Linked DNA regions of Mus musculus: all the other regions are linked to region 1. A link is a contact called in public HiChIP or PLAC-seq and promoter capture Hi-C data. All regions are on one chromosome and are shown on one strand. Each heading gives the region's core, a stretch centred on a gene start, on an enhancer-like site or on the middle of the called end of the contact. The rest is flanking DNA. Distances are from core to core; before and after follow the strand shown. Region 1 holds the start of Emid1 (EMI domain containing 1). Region 2 holds the start of Pgam2 (phosphoglycerate mutase 2). Region 3 holds the start of Urgcp (upregulator of cell proliferation). Region 4 holds the start of Aebp1 (AE binding protein 1). Region 5 holds the start of Mrps24 (mitochondrial ribosomal protein S24).

Region 1 (2,700 bases), core at 134-2,633:
ACTGCTGGGGCGTGCAGTAGACGTCTTCTGTGACCTCCCTTGGTGACGACTCTGCTCTTGTGTAGAGCTGGGCACAGTATCGAACCCAGCATGCAGGAGGCAGAGGCAGACAGACCTCTGTGAAATGAAAGCTAGCCATATTATATATGTGTGTGTGTGTGTGTGTGTGTGTGTGTGTGTGTGTGTGTGTATTTGTTCCAGACCAAGCCAGGACATATAGAGAGCTCATCTAAAAGAAAGAAAGAAAGAAAGAAAGAAAGAAAGAAAGAAAGAAAGAGAAAGAAAGAAAGAAAATCATACTTCATATACACACATATGTACATATATGTGTGTACATATATGTACATATATGTGTGTACATATATGTACATATATGTGTGTACATATATGTACATATATGTTCATATACACACATGTTCATATACACACACATGCACACGTGTACACAAACATGATATGCATGCATACAGGCATCTCACGTGTACACAGACATACATGCATACACATGCCCACCACACAAACACATACATTGTTCATTCAAATATGGCGTACATAAGCAAATACTGCCCATGCTCACAAACACATCGTGTACACACAGATTCAGCACATACATGTTTACAGCGCCGTGCATGCATACAACATTATCCATGCACACAAATAGTCTATCATGTCAGCACAGGCAAACTCCTCGCACCTGCTATGCCGCGTGGAATGTGCCTGAGTCCCACCCAGGCCCTCTGCTCTCAGCCAGTCCTTACCTTAGGGAATGGGAAATTGAGGCCTATGCCAAAATGCTGTCTACACTTGTGCTTAGACCCCAACACTGAGATGAGGGGATTGTGGGTCTGGGGTTACTCTGCCAGAGTGCTCTGGGCCTTAGTGTCTCCCTGTAAAACAGGTATAAGGGTCACTGCACTTAGGGGACGCGGGAGCACCTGAGCCTCGGGTTTCTCCTCCGTAACATGGGCGACCTAGCCAGCCCAACACGGAGTGATGAAAGCTTTAGTCAGGGCAGGATGTATGGGGTGAGATGCCTGGGACAATGGCACAGCTCGCGCAGGAAGCCTGTGTTAGGTCGATGGGAAGATCCTGTGTGTTTCGGGAACCCAGTTCCGCAAAGATGTCAAAGATGTGCGTCCAGAGGCGATCGCTCTGGAGTGGTGGGTTCAGGTCCTGGCAGCGTTGCGGGGACGAGGGGGCGGGTGCGGCCAGGGCCTCAGTTTCCCAGTCTGCGGCTCAGGTGGGCACCTGGAGGGCGTCCTGGCGGGGGCGCGGACGGCTTCCGGGTTGGCGGGGGGCGGGGGGCGAGGGGCGGGCGAAGCCGAGCGCCCCCGCCCTGCTCCGCCCGGAACCGGCTCTGCGCGCCCGCGGCTGCGGTGGGGACGACAGCATGGGCGGCCCGCGGGCCTGGACGCTGCTCTGCCTCGGGCTCCTGCTCCCGGGAGGCGGCGCCGCGTGGAGCGTCCCGGGCGCCCGGTTCTCGGGTCGCAGGTAAGTCTCCCCTAGCTCTGTGCAATCCCAGCACTGGGGTGAGGGAAGCAGACCCCAGCTCCGTGCAACCCCGAGACTGGGACAGGGACCCGACCCCAGCTCCGTACAATCCCGCGACTGGGGCAGAGACCCGATCGCAGCTCTGTGCAACTTCAGGGTCTGGGACAGAGACCCGACCCCAGCTCCATGCAACCCTAGGACTGGGACAGAGACCCGACCCCAGCTCCTTGCAATCCCGGGACATCGGAGGCAGTCCGAGACTGTTGCAGGGGCTCCATCGCTCATCTCTATACCATAAGCAGTGGGAGCAGGGGTTTGGCACGCTGTGCTCAGGATAGCCGGCTCACCTACTTCTGTGTGAAAGAACAGACGGCCTCCCCTACTGAGATCCCGGAGGCCCCAGAAGGTGGACCCATGGCAATGCAACAGAGCTTCCCAGGACTTCTGTGGGTCTCGCCCAAGCCCCCCTTCCCTTCATGTACATGTAAAATGCCAGGATCACCCCTTAGCCAGCCCTTCAGGAATCCCCTCTCTTTTCCCCTGCTACTGTCTTTTTCTTCTTTCTTTCTTTCTTTTTTTTTTTCTTTTTTCTTTTTTTATGTCCCAGCTATTTATTTCACTCGGAGGAAGGACTGGGGTGGAGACTGCACAGTGGGTCAGTGTCAGAGGCCCCCTGGGACCTGGCATTTGGTTGGACCTCCCAAAAGCCTATGACTCTCTGCCGGCCTTTGTGGAGTGTTTCCCAGGATCGGGTCCTGTGGGGCTTTTTCTAGACAGTGCCTTCAAGACTGGAGGATGTAGGGAAACTTGTCCCCACTCAATAGAGGGGCAAACTGAGACTAATGTGCTCGTGGTGGGTATTCATGGAAGAGCTGGGATTCAGCTCTCCCTTTCTGGACTCGATGGCAGAGTTTGAACCTGCCCTGGCCCCTGCTCTGCCTGTAGCCCCTGCCCCTGTCTCCAGGACAGACAATGTGGACTAACCAGGCCTCTTAGGCCTTTCAGCCCATTCAAAGGCCCGTGAGGGCCCCACCCCCCTGTGGCCTCACTTCTTTCTTTTTAGAAGTTTCCCTTTCTTGTGGTCAGAGGCCAGCAACCCCCCCTGGGAGCTAGCAAAAGCAGGTGACCGGGTAGAGCAGGCTCAGGGGTAGAAGTGGCTGAGGCAGCAGAGGTCAGGCAGTTAGCTGTCTGAGATGGGAACAGCCGAGT
Region 2 (2,700 bases), core at 137-2,636, 650 kb before region 1:
ACCCCTGCCTGCCTTGGCCCTGTATTTTTAACCAGAGTTTATTAGCCACACCAGCCAGGTGTTGTAATGCAGATCCTTATAGACCTCTGTACCAGGTCAGCCTGGTCTACATAGCAAGTACCAGGCCAGCTAAAGCTGCATAGTGAGAGCCTGTCTTTAAAACAACACAGGGGGCTGGGCAGTGGTGGGGCACGCTTTTAATCCCAGCACTCGGGAGGCAGAGGCAGGCAGATTTCTGAGTTCGAGGCCAGCCTGGTCTACAAAGTGAGTTCCAGGACAGCCAGTGCTATACAGAGAAACCCTGTTTTGACCCCTCCCCCCCGCCAAAAAAAAAAAAAAAAAAAAAAAACAACATCAGAGGGGTGACAGTGGTGCATGTCTTTAATCCCAGCACTTGGGCAGGGGGTAGGATTAAAGGTGTGCACAACCAGGTTCTAAAATGTCTTTAAGTTTATTTTTAATTGTGGGTAGGAAATGTGCACATTAGTGCAGGTATACACTGAGACCAGACCTGTTGGATGCCCCTGGAGCTATAGTTGCAGGTAGTGGTGAGCTGCCCAATGTGGGTACTGGAGATTGTATCTGGGTCCTTTGGAAGTGCTCTTGAGGAGCCATCTCTCCAGTCCCTTAGGGTGTTCTGTTTTTTACTGGTACCTCAACCCAGTGTACCCTTCCTGTAGGGCTCCCAGCTCTGCCCTCAGTGTTCTTCTAGCTCACCTGAGTATCATCTGGGGAGCTGTCTCATCCTGTGCACCTCTCAAAGCAACTGCTCCTCATCCTCCATACTTAGTGGGGTGGGGGTATCTGCCTGGTAAAACGTGTGTGCTCACTCCGTCTCACCAACACAGCAACACAGACAATGCATGTACGCTGGGACAGGCACCTGGGCAGAGAACAATCACTGTTGCAGACACGCCTACTTATTTACTTACACACTGACCTCTTTGTATGGATATCTTATACATACCCTTGACCTTGACACTAGGCTAGACTTCTTCCTGAGATGCGCTTGTTCTTAATTGTATTAAGAGACTGAAGAGAGATTGCAGCTTGAGTCACACAATTCAACTCTGTCTTTAAACATATGTATATATCAGAAAAGGGCCTGGAATAGTTGTTTCTACCCGATCAGGAGAGGGCCAATTGTGATTGAAAGCTGCTGATGTCAAGAGTGTCTCCACATGGAGAACACCCCCAGGTTGACTCCTGCCCTTCACCCTGGTCCAGTTCTGCAGCCCCATGCGGCTTGTTACCAGGTGCCAGCTGGTTATGGGGCTTGTCATCTGAGCTGATGATTTTGTGAGACTATTTTTAAGTTCAGCTCCTTGGACTACACCCCACCCCCAGTTCTGCTACTGGTTGCCTGCCTCTGCCTGTATCTCCTGGAATGCTGATTGGCAGTTAGGGCTGGGGTGGGGGCTGGGAAAACTGTTATAAAGCCTAAAGGGCCAAGCAAGCAGCTGCCACCTAGAGTTCCTGTGTCCCCCGCCACCATGACCACCCACCGCCTAGTAATGGTTCGCCACGGTGAGAGCTTATGGAACCAAGAGAACCGTTTCTGTGGCTGGTTTGATGCAGAGCTGAGTGAGAAGGGAGCAGAGGAGGCCAAGCGGGGGGCCACCGCTATCAAAGATGCCAAGATAGAGTTTGACATCTGCTACACGTCGGTGCTGAAGCGGGCAATCCGCACCCTTTGGACCATCCTGGATGTTACGGACCAAATGTGGGTGCCCGTGGTGCGTACCTGGCGCCTCAATGAGCGGCACTATGGTGGCCTCACAGGCCTCAATAAGGCTGAGACGGCTGCAAAGCACGGGGAGGAGCAGGTGAAGATCTGGAGGCGTTCCTTTGACACCCCACCACCACCCATGGATGAGAAACACAACTACTACACCTCCATCAGCAAGGTGGGCCAGATGCCGGGAAGCTGGAAGGTTGGGAGCCCAGGGGGGAGGGCTACCCAGTAAACAAAAGCGAAATGTTCCTGTGCCCTTGTCCCCAGGACCGCCGCTATGCAGGCTTGAAGCCTGAGGAGCTGCCTACCTGTGAAAGTCTCAAGGACACCATTGCCCGGGCTTTGCCCTTCTGGAATGAGGAGATCGCACCTAAGATTAAGGCTGGCCAGAGAGTGCTTATTGCAGCCCATGGGAACAGCCTTCGGGGCATTGTGAAACATCTGGAAGGTGAGGCCTACTCTCAGGAAAGATGTGAGACAGAAACCACTGCGGTTCATTGGTTTCAGCTATTTTACAGATGTCAGGGTTTCAGAAGTTGATGGAGGCAGGAGTTTTGTAATACTTTGTGTTGTCCCATTTCCAGTTATGTAGTCAGCACAGACAGCATAGCTGAGGCACCCCACAGGAGCTGATCATAGGTAGAGCAGGCTTCTGGCACCCACTGGGGAAAGAGGTCAGAGCTCTGGCCATCAACGCCAAGTATTGGCTTCCTGCTGAATCAAGCCACTTGAGCTGTTATAAAACTCTTGCTCTCTCTCCTGGTGCTGCCTGCATTTCCTCTTTTTCTCTCAAGTCTATGTACAAAGTGCCTTGACTCTGAGGCCCCTTTGCCTCAGGTACAATACATAGTCCATCCACCCACACAGACCTGAACCATGTGTTCCCCCACCTCTCAGTCTTCTATAGGCTAAAAAAAGGCAGCAGAGTGCAGAAATATGGAGCTACTTAAAATCTTAGGCCTGTG
Region 3 (2,702 bases), core at 169-2,668, 590 kb before region 1:
AGAGAATGAGGAGTGGTGGCCCTGGAGAGCTCCTGTCTTATCTGGGCAACTGTAGCTAGTAAGTAGGCAGAGCCCAGTTTCCAGCCTAGGTGTTCTGGTCGATGGGCAAATTGTTCAATTATCTCTTCGGTGCTTTATAATCTCTTTGGTGTTTAATATTCTTTTTTTTTAAGATTTATTTATTTTATTATCTGTAAATACACTGTAGCTGTCTTCAGACACTCCAGGAGAGGGCGTCAGATCTCATTACCGATGGTTGGGCGCCACCATGTGGTTGCTGGGATTTGAACTCAGGACCTCTGGAAGAGCATTCAGTGCTCTCAACCACTGAGCCATCTCTCCAGCCCGGTGTTTAATATTCTTAGTGGTGAAGAGAATACTATCTCAATGTTGGGCCCTGCCCCGCATGGTGGTGCACACTTTTAATCTCAGCACTCTGGAGAAAAAGCAGGCAGGTGGAACTCCATGAATTCAAGGCCATCCTGGTCTACACAGCAAGCTCTTGGCAGGACAGTGTTAAACAGAGAACCTGTCTCAATGAAAATAAAGAAAAAGAACTTGAAGGTAGGAAGGTGGGGAGGAGCTGGGAAGGGAAATTATAGTGACACATAGTTTGTATTTTTTTTCTCATTTTCTCAACAGTTCATTACTACCGTTTGATTTGATTTTACTGGTTATGAGTTCTGAAATGACATGATTGGACTAATGCTTTTATGTCACAGAAAGGAAAATGCACTGTATGAAAAAAATAAATTGAAAAAACAACTTAATGTGATAACACAAAAATGCCACCAGCAGTGGTTTGCACTGCATAGTCCAGAGTTTGTTTCTTTAAATTAGGTATTTTCTCTTAAAAGATATAATTTGTCTTTGAAACTAATTTAGCAGGGGCTGGAACCAAGCCTCAAAATTTTACATGCCTAAATATTCATAGCTTGTAGGTGATTCTGGGAAACCCCACTGCACAAGTTCTAAACTTTTTATTTCTATGTAATACAAGATAAGGCTTAATATACACACTTAAAAAAAAAGTGGGAAACCAGCTCAGAGGCCAACATTACTCCACCCCGCTGCGAACTAGTAGCAGGAGAGATGTTGTTTTCCTTTAGAACAGCAACACTGTACACCCCAGAGGTAGAGGAAAGTGCGTTTCTTACAGAAATTAACATCAGAATGCGGGGACTAGAGGGTGGTGTCCAGCAGTCTGGCAGCTGTCAGTGGCCCCAGGGCAGGTCTGGCTCCGCAGGTGAGTTCCAGCCTCCGGGCAGCGGGCCGGCCTGGCCGGTGGCTGCCGTAGGTAGTGCTCTGGGCCCAGGGCGTCCTCTCCCTCGCCCCAGGCGCCCGCCTGCCCTCCACTGAGCTCAGCCCACGGCGCCCGACGCCCTAACGGAGCGGGCGGGGGCGGCCTACAGGCCCCTCCCCGGCGCCCGGCGGCAGCCGCGCAAGCAGCGGAGGAGGCGGGAGCGCCCAGGCCGCTGCGCTCATGGCGTCGCCGGGGTGAGTGAGGCGCTCCGGGTGTGCGGGGGGCGCCTGTTGGGCGAGGGGCGGGCGGAACTGTGCGTGTCCACCACCCGGCGCCCCCTTGGCCTCGGCCGGACCCCGGCTGACTCTGTCCCGCCAGGTGCCTGTCCACGACCCGCGGCCTCCCCCGCCGACCTTGGGCGGTCGTAGCCGGGCCAGGGTCTCCCGGCAGGGCCGCGGGCAGGACCAGCCAGGACAGCGGCCGGTCAGGGCCGGAGAAACGGGTTCTGGAGAGGGGCAGCAAGGAAGCTGCGGGAGGGGACTCGGGGTCCTAGGGCTCGGCTGAGGCCGCAGAGCGGCTTAGCAGGCCTGACGTGTGTTTCTGGCGTTTAGACTTGCTTGCGTTGGAAGTTGATGCTTGGGTTCACAGTCATTAGGGGACATCCCCAGGCTGTCCCACGTCAGGGCAAGTGGGGCTCAGCTGGACTGGACCCTTGTCCAGAGTGAAAAAGCGGATTCGGGATCTAAGACTGCCTGTGTTGGGGTGGGGGTGGGGGTGCTTCTGTGGGATGGCTACACTTGTTCTGGTATTACCTCTTTCCTAGTGCTCGTTCTCTCTCCCAAATAGTGTTCTTAGGAAATTATATAGTGACACATAGTTTGTATTTTTTTCTCATTTTCTCAACAGTTCATTACTACCGTTTGATTTGATTTTACTGGTTATGAGATCTGAAATGACATGATTGGACTAATGCTTTTATGTCACAGAAAGGAAAATGGGTCTCAAGGTCATCGCTATAGGTGGTAAACATCTTTTTGACTGTACGCCATCATTCAGAGGGTCTCAGACCCAGTAGTACTGGTAGCAGCCCACGCTGTGTATCATTGCAGTTAGAAGACTTACAGGTGCAGGAGGACTTCTGGGGGAAGCATGTAGAAGTTAGCTCTCCCACAAAGGCAGACTTCACTATGCTAGGGAGTGATTTGGCTCGGTACAGTGGTCTGAATGAAGGTGAATGAAGCAATCTGAACTTGATCCAGGCCTGCAGGCGCCAGTCAGATCATGGGCAATTTCCACCTGCCTAATGCCTTTCTAGGCTCGAGGGCAAGCAGGCACTTCTGAGACCAGGCCTTTTTCAATGCCAGCTGGGTATCCAGTACTTTGAGCTCATAAGGAGAATAAACTGTGATCCATCCTGGGCAGGCCAGGCTTTGGACCCAGAGGGCCAAGGTCCCTCTAC
Region 4 (2,700 bases), core at 173-2,672, 710 kb before region 1:
CAAGGACAGAGGGAGAGAGAGGCAGGTAGGTAGTTCTCTCCGTGCTGGCTCATCTCAGAGAAGTCAAGTAGCAGGGGCCACCCTTCTAGCACCCTAGGAGCTGCAATTGCTGGGTGCGGAGAATTTAATGGCGAATGGGAAACACACAGGCAGCTGGCTGAAACACAGGGAATACAGCAAAACATGCAGCAGGAGCAGGGTCACTTGGCAATGTCCAGAACGTCTTGGTTGCTGGAGGCAAAGTGTGCAGGGAGGTGAGGGTAGGGAGAGCAGGACAGATCTACAGCAGTGGGGGCCGGAGGGGGAGTGGCTGACCTCAGGAATGATGAATGGTGCCTTACAGTCTCCTGGGAGAGAGATCACAAGATCCGTTGCCACTCTCCAGAGGGCCATGAAAAACAGCTAAGATTTACTGACAACGATTGCATAAGAGGCTCGGGGTTGCATGCCTCCGGGATGCTATCACCTCGCTTAGTTCTGACCATCTCAGACTGCCCACTTTCACCTGGAAGTCTTCCTCACCCCGCTCCCCTGTCTGTGTTCCTGTGGGAGAAGAGGAGGCAAGCAGATGCCTAGGCTTGAAGCTTGCCACTAAGAGACTAGGGCCAGTTCGGAGAGGCGAATCACAATTTCCCACTCGTCCAAACCTACACTCTCTTGAGACCTGGGATGAACAACTTGGGCGACCTCAAAAGCCCAGCGCCACCCTATGCTGAACACACACCTCCAGGTTTCCAAACTCCAGGACAGAACTGCTGCCTGGCAGTGTGTTGCCTTGCGTTGCCTTGGAGAGACATTCCTCACGGGGCAGCATGGGAAGTGGCTAGACCCTCCAGAGCCCCTGTATGCTCACTTGATGCCATGGCCACCCATGTCACCAGGTTCTCACCTTCTACATCTGCCCGCTGCTTGCCCCCTGCCTTGGATTTGCGGGGACGCTGGGTGGGTTCGGGAAGCGGCTGGACTTCCACGTCGTCTTCCCGGGGCGGGGACTGGGTCTCCAACTCCGAAAGGAAGCCTTCGAGGAACTCCTCGATCTCGTCGTCCGTCAGCACCGTCTGTGGGTTCCCCTCAGGGCACAGCGTCAGCAGTGCCAGGAGGCCGCAGAGCAGGGATGCGGTGCGCACTGGAGCCATGGCTCTGGGCACGCGCGGGAGCCGGGCGGGCTTGAGCAGGGACTTGGGTGGCAGGGGCAGCGCCCCGCGTAGGGGCGGGAAAGGGCGCGAGGAACGTGGGCGTCAAGGGTATCCAGAAAGCGGTGGGAAAGGGAGATTCAAGGAGAGCAAGGGGCTCCAGGAGAGGTTCTGGCGGGCCCAGCTCCGGCAGCAACTGGGCGCTCCTGCCCCGCGTGGCTGGCTCTCACGCGGACCGCCCTCCAGAGCGCTTGCGACGGCCTGGCCGGGGCGGGGGCTTCGGGTTTCCGGAGGGGGAGGAGGAGGAGCCGGCCTTGGACCGGGGGCTGCGGGGGAGGGAGGCGGAGCAGCACGGAGCCCAGACTAATAGCAGCGTCAGCGCCCAGTTTAGAGGGTCTGGGTGCAGGGCGCCTAGCGGGGAGGAAGGCCTGGGAGAAAAGAATGCAACAGTTATGGGGAAGGGAGTGTGCGGAGTCTAAGGAGACCTGTGCTCTAACCCGCTGTGCCCTTTGCTCTGAGCCCAGGGAGATTGCTAGGGGAGGGAGGGAGTAGGGCCCTCGAGGGTACTGGCGATCACCTCCTTTCCACTTTCTGGAGGTTAGCTCTTCAAAGTGTCACCTGCTGTGTGCTTGCACAGGTGTCACCTTTGTCCAGTTATCACCAACATCCCAGGTCTTTGGAGCCAATTTTTGCGAGGAAGGCTGTGAAAAGCTGTTCTCAGCAAGCTGCTGTCCTTATGGAGATAGGAGCCCCACTTCAGAGCTCAGGGCTCAGGTCCCAATGTGGAGTAATAGCTATTTCTCTCCTTCCTCTGACCAGAAGCGGTTAAAACAACAAATTGTTTACAACAGCTTCAGCTATGGCTTCTAGAATACAAACGTTGGCTGGCTCATAATGGCCATCATAGCTAAGCCCAGGAATGCCAGAGCATTTACCCATGAAGGATTAAAGATGTGAACGTGGGCTTGTAGCAGCCATAGGTCCAGGGCAGTGGCAGGCAGCTTTCAACCAAGGTGGGGAGGCACTCTGATAAAAAAGAATAGCGACCCCCAGATGATTGACATGGGAAAGTTTACATCTCAGCTGGAAGAGAAAAAAGAAAAAGCAGGTCAAGAAACACCAACACGATGCCACCTCCTCAGTCTTTCACCCTCACCCTCACCCTCTCTGTCCAGCATGAGCAGGGAGAAAAAGGGGAAATTTTCGGGTACTGGGCTCTGTAACCCACTGCTCTCAGGGAGTAGGCAAGCCCCTCCCGGCAGTCTCCTTTCTGGCTCTCCTTGAGGAAGCATGGAGACTATGCCAAGAACTGATGTGTGTGTGAGTGTGTGTGTGTGTGTGGGGGGGAGGGTCTAACCCATCTTAGCCCTCCTAGCTGTCTGACTCAGCAGGGGAACTCCGTGTCCACAACTTACTATACGCATATTAAATGGACCACCTTTCTGGTTTATTCGATTTTTTTGAGACAGAGTTTCTCTGTGTAGCTCTGGCTGTCCTGGAACTTGCTCTGTAGACCAGGCTGGCCTCGAACTCAGAAACCCACCTGCTGCTGCCTCCCAAGTGCTGG
Region 5 (2,753 bases), core at 220-2,719, 560 kb before region 1:
GAGAACCTGTACGCATTTGTCTAGGAGTTGACTTATTTCTAAGAATGACCAGTTAGTTCCTGGTCATGGTCTTTTATTTTGAGACAGGGTTTATTTACTCTGTAGCCTTGGAGCCTGGAGCTCCATATGTAGACCTTGAACTGATAAAAGATCCATCTGCCTCTGCCTTCCAAGCACTGACATTAGAGTGTAAGTGTCCACTCCCATGGATGCTTTGAAGGAGTTCCCAGCCAGGTGTGGTGGCACACCCCTCATCCCAGCACTTCAGAGGCAGAAAAGGTGGATCTTTGTGACTTTGAGGCCAGCCTGGTCTATAAATTGAGTCCAGAATTTGTTACACAGAGAGCCCTTGTCTCAAAAACAAAAACAAACAAAACAAAACAGTCCCCCAAAACAAAAAACCAAAGCAAAACAAAAAATCCCTTCATTCAATATTTTGTTATAATGAGAGTCAGACTCTAGAGTCCATGTGCTTTCTTTAGTAGAGTGAGTTCTTCACGATTCTATTCCCCCCTTGCCATTAATAATTACTCAATAATAATTACAACGACATTGCTCTAGCCTCATAAATTTCCTTGCCATTTAAAATTTTCTTCCTTGGGTGGCTCCACCGCAGAAATAGACCCTCAACACACTGCCTCTTTACTTTAAATGATTAGGAGCCAACCCAGCAACCCCTTTTCTGGGATCTGCTCAGCATGAAGGCAAATGACTATTCCCAGCCCAAAGGAGGCTGACGCTGTCATATTGGATATTCCTGGAGAGTACGCGGTCTCAGGTAGGAGCACAAGCACGGAACAGCGGGGCCTGAGGGCCGGCGCGTTTTCTCTTCAATTCTCTAGAGGACATTGAAGCTGTTTCTACCACCTCTCTATGAGGATAAAAACTTCATGGCTTTTGTTTGTTTGTTCTGTTTTGCCAGAACGGGTTTCTCTCTGTAACTCAGACTCTCCAGGAACTCGCTTTGTAGACCGGACTAGGCTGGAATTCAGAGACCCACCTGCCTCGGCCACCCGAGTGCGGGGATTAAAGGCGTGCGCCACCATGTCCAGCTACACCTCAGTTTTGTTTTTTTTTTTTTTTTTTTTTTTTTTTTTTAAAGATTTATTTATTTATTATATGTAAGTACATTGTAGCTGTCTTCAGACACTCCAGAAGAGGGAGTCAGATCTCGTTAGGGATGGTTGTGAGCCACCATGTGGTTGCTGGGATTTGAACTCTGGACCTTCGGAAGAGCAGTCGGGTGCTCTAACCCACTGAGCCATCTCACCAGCCCCACACCTCAGTTTTATATCACCAAATTTTCGCATTTAAAACCCAACACCAGGTCCGACCAAGGACTAGCTGACAGTATCAGGAAAATTGCAGGACGTCCCACACTCCGACCCACGCCACGCCCTCTCCCTCGCCACGCCCCGCCCCCGCCCGTGTTCCCGTTAGTTCCTGCTCTGAGGCCCCGCCTTCCTGCGGCTGCGCACTGACGCGTCCCGGGTCGCGCCGGCCCAAGATGGCGTGGTCCGCGTCGGTGCGCGGGCTAGGGCAGCGGGTGAGTGGGCCGCGGGCGGGAGGGCTGGGGCGCCATCCGGTGTCCGCTCACTCCCCGCCTCTCCGCAGGTGCTGGCCTGCAGCCGGGAGCTGCCTGGCGCCTGGCGCACCCTGCACACCTCCGCGGTCTGCGCCAAGGTGAGTGCGGCGGCCGGGTCTGGGGGCCGCGAGGGCGGCTGGGCTGGGTCTCCCCGTGACCGCACCTTCGCTCCTAGAATCGGGCGGCGCGAGTCCGCGTGGCCAAGGGGAACAAGCCGGTGAGCTACGAGGAGGCGCACGCCCCGCACTACATCGCACACCGAAAGGGCTGGCTGTCGCTGCACACAGGTGAGGGCGCCTGGGAAGGACTGCCACCCTGGTGGCACGGGTCACTCTTGAACGTACTCTTCAAGGCAAAGAGCCGAACTTTTGGGTGGGAGGCCGGGCGTGACGGCGAACGCGCTCGGGAGGCCGATCTTGAGTTTAAGGCCAGGTAAGGTTACTTACTGAGACCCTGTCACATTTAGTTAGGGGACTGGAAAGATTGCTAAATGCTGTGCCGCTCTAGCATGAGGGTGCAGCCTAGCTCCTAAATGAGCACTTGGTGCCACAGCTCAAGGGGTGTGAGGGTGAAGGAGATATTTGGTTCTTGGGGGTCACTGGCCAGCCAGTCTTGGAAGAGCAGCTGTTTTGCTAGAAAATAAACGAGCAGCAAATAGTGATAGAGGAAAAACATTGGCTGTTAACCCCTGGTCTTCTCCATGCGTCTGTCAAGGGAGCAAGCCTGCACACACACTGTACATGTTACCGACAACAGAACATATGAGTGATGGGCATATTAGGATGGTGAAAGAAAGGAATTCTTGCATATTGAAAGGAATTTGAATATTTCTTGCTAAAGTCTCATTTGAGCCTCCATAGAACAGTATTTGCATGCTTACAAACAAGGTTTGACAGTGCTTTTTTGGCAAGCCATAATTTACAGATGTGTAATAGCCCGGAGGCGATGCGGTAGTGAAGTCTACATAGGATCCTAGACCTGGAAGAGTGTGCCCTATGTAATGCGGTGTTCACCCAAGTACAAAACTGCAGGAATGTGCTACAGTCTTCATGGCTCACAGAACCCGTATTTTTAGGCTTTTTTTTTCTCCCCCTACTTCCTATTTTGTATTTTTCTTGTTCATTTCCATTTCAGTATGCATGTTGTGTGTGTATATGTATGGATGTGT

Evidence for each region. Promoter capture Hi-C pulls out the DNA fragments that hold promoters and counts their contacts. HiChIP or PLAC-seq counts read pairs in DNA pulled down with a chosen protein or histone mark.
Region 2: a contact with region 1 is called in a promoter capture Hi-C map of pre-B cells, with 2.9 times the contacts expected there. The contact joins the promoter of Pgam2 here to the promoter of Emid1 in region 1. A contact is called at or near these places in 9 of 39 promoter capture datasets (cranial neural crest, embryonic stem cells, hematopoietic stem and progenitor cells and 4 more), 1 of 484 Hi-C or Micro-C datasets (embryonic retina) and 1 of 115 datasets of contacts at active chromatin or transcription factors (kidney).
Region 3: a contact with region 1 is called in a promoter capture Hi-C map of embryonic stem cells, with 2.7 times the contacts expected there. The contact joins the promoter of Urgcp here to the promoter of Emid1 in region 1. A contact is called at or near these places in 9 of 39 promoter capture datasets (the 3T3-L1 cell line, the C10 cell line, embryonic stem cells and 5 more), 1 of 115 datasets of contacts at active chromatin or transcription factors (trophoblast stem cells) and 1 of 9 other capture datasets (embryonic stem cells).
Region 4: a contact with region 1 is called in a promoter capture Hi-C map of liver, with 4 times the contacts expected there. The contact joins the promoter of Aebp1 here to the promoter of Emid1 in region 1. A contact is called at or near these places in 11 of 39 promoter capture datasets (3T3-L1-derived adipocytes, cranial neural crest, frontonasal cranial neural crest and 7 more), 1 of 115 datasets of contacts at active chromatin or transcription factors (double positive thymocytes) and 2 of 9 other capture datasets (adipose tissue and pancreatic islet).
Region 5: a contact with region 1 is called in an H3K4me3 HiChIP or PLAC-seq map of forebrain, with 5 times the contacts expected there. The contact joins the promoter of Mrps24 here to the promoter of Emid1 in region 1. A contact is called at or near these places in 5 of 39 promoter capture datasets (the HPC-7 cell line, embryonic stem cells, hematopoietic stem and progenitor cells and 2 more), 2 of 484 Hi-C or Micro-C datasets (bone marrow-derived macrophages and embryonic stem cells), 8 of 115 datasets of contacts at active chromatin or transcription factors (embryonic stem cells, forebrain, large pre-B cells and 3 more) and 2 of 9 other capture datasets (adipose tissue and embryonic stem cells).

What each region holds. Positions count from the first base shown.
Region 1 is chr11:5,150,913-5,153,612 of GRCm38.p6, reverse strand. It overlaps Emid1 (EMI domain containing 1), which reads left to right and starts at 1,383. Exons shown (of 15, transcript NM_080595.3): 1 at 1,383-1,491. The coding sequence starts at 1,391.
Region 2 is chr11:5,802,482-5,805,181 of GRCm38.p6, reverse strand. It overlaps Pgam2 (phosphoglycerate mutase 2), which reads left to right and starts at 1,386. Exons shown (of 3, transcript NM_018870.3): 1 at 1,386-1,907; 2 at 2,003-2,183. The coding sequence starts at 1,494.
Region 3 is chr11:5,739,892-5,742,593 of GRCm38.p6, reverse strand. Urgcp (upregulator of cell proliferation) reads left to right here and starts at 1,418. Exons shown (of 6, transcript NM_178623.3): 1 at 1,418-1,497. The coding sequence starts at 1,484.
Region 4 is chr11:5,860,588-5,863,287 of GRCm38.p6, reverse strand. Aebp1 (AE binding protein 1) reads right to left here and starts at 1,422. Exons shown (of 21, transcript NM_009636.3): 1 at 890-1,422. The coding sequence starts at 1,136.
Region 5 is chr11:5,706,417-5,709,169 of GRCm38.p6, reverse strand. It overlaps Mrps24 (mitochondrial ribosomal protein S24), which reads left to right and starts at 1,469. Exons shown (of 4, transcript NM_026080.3): 1 at 1,469-1,546; 2 at 1,615-1,683; 3 at 1,761-1,872. The coding sequence starts at 1,508.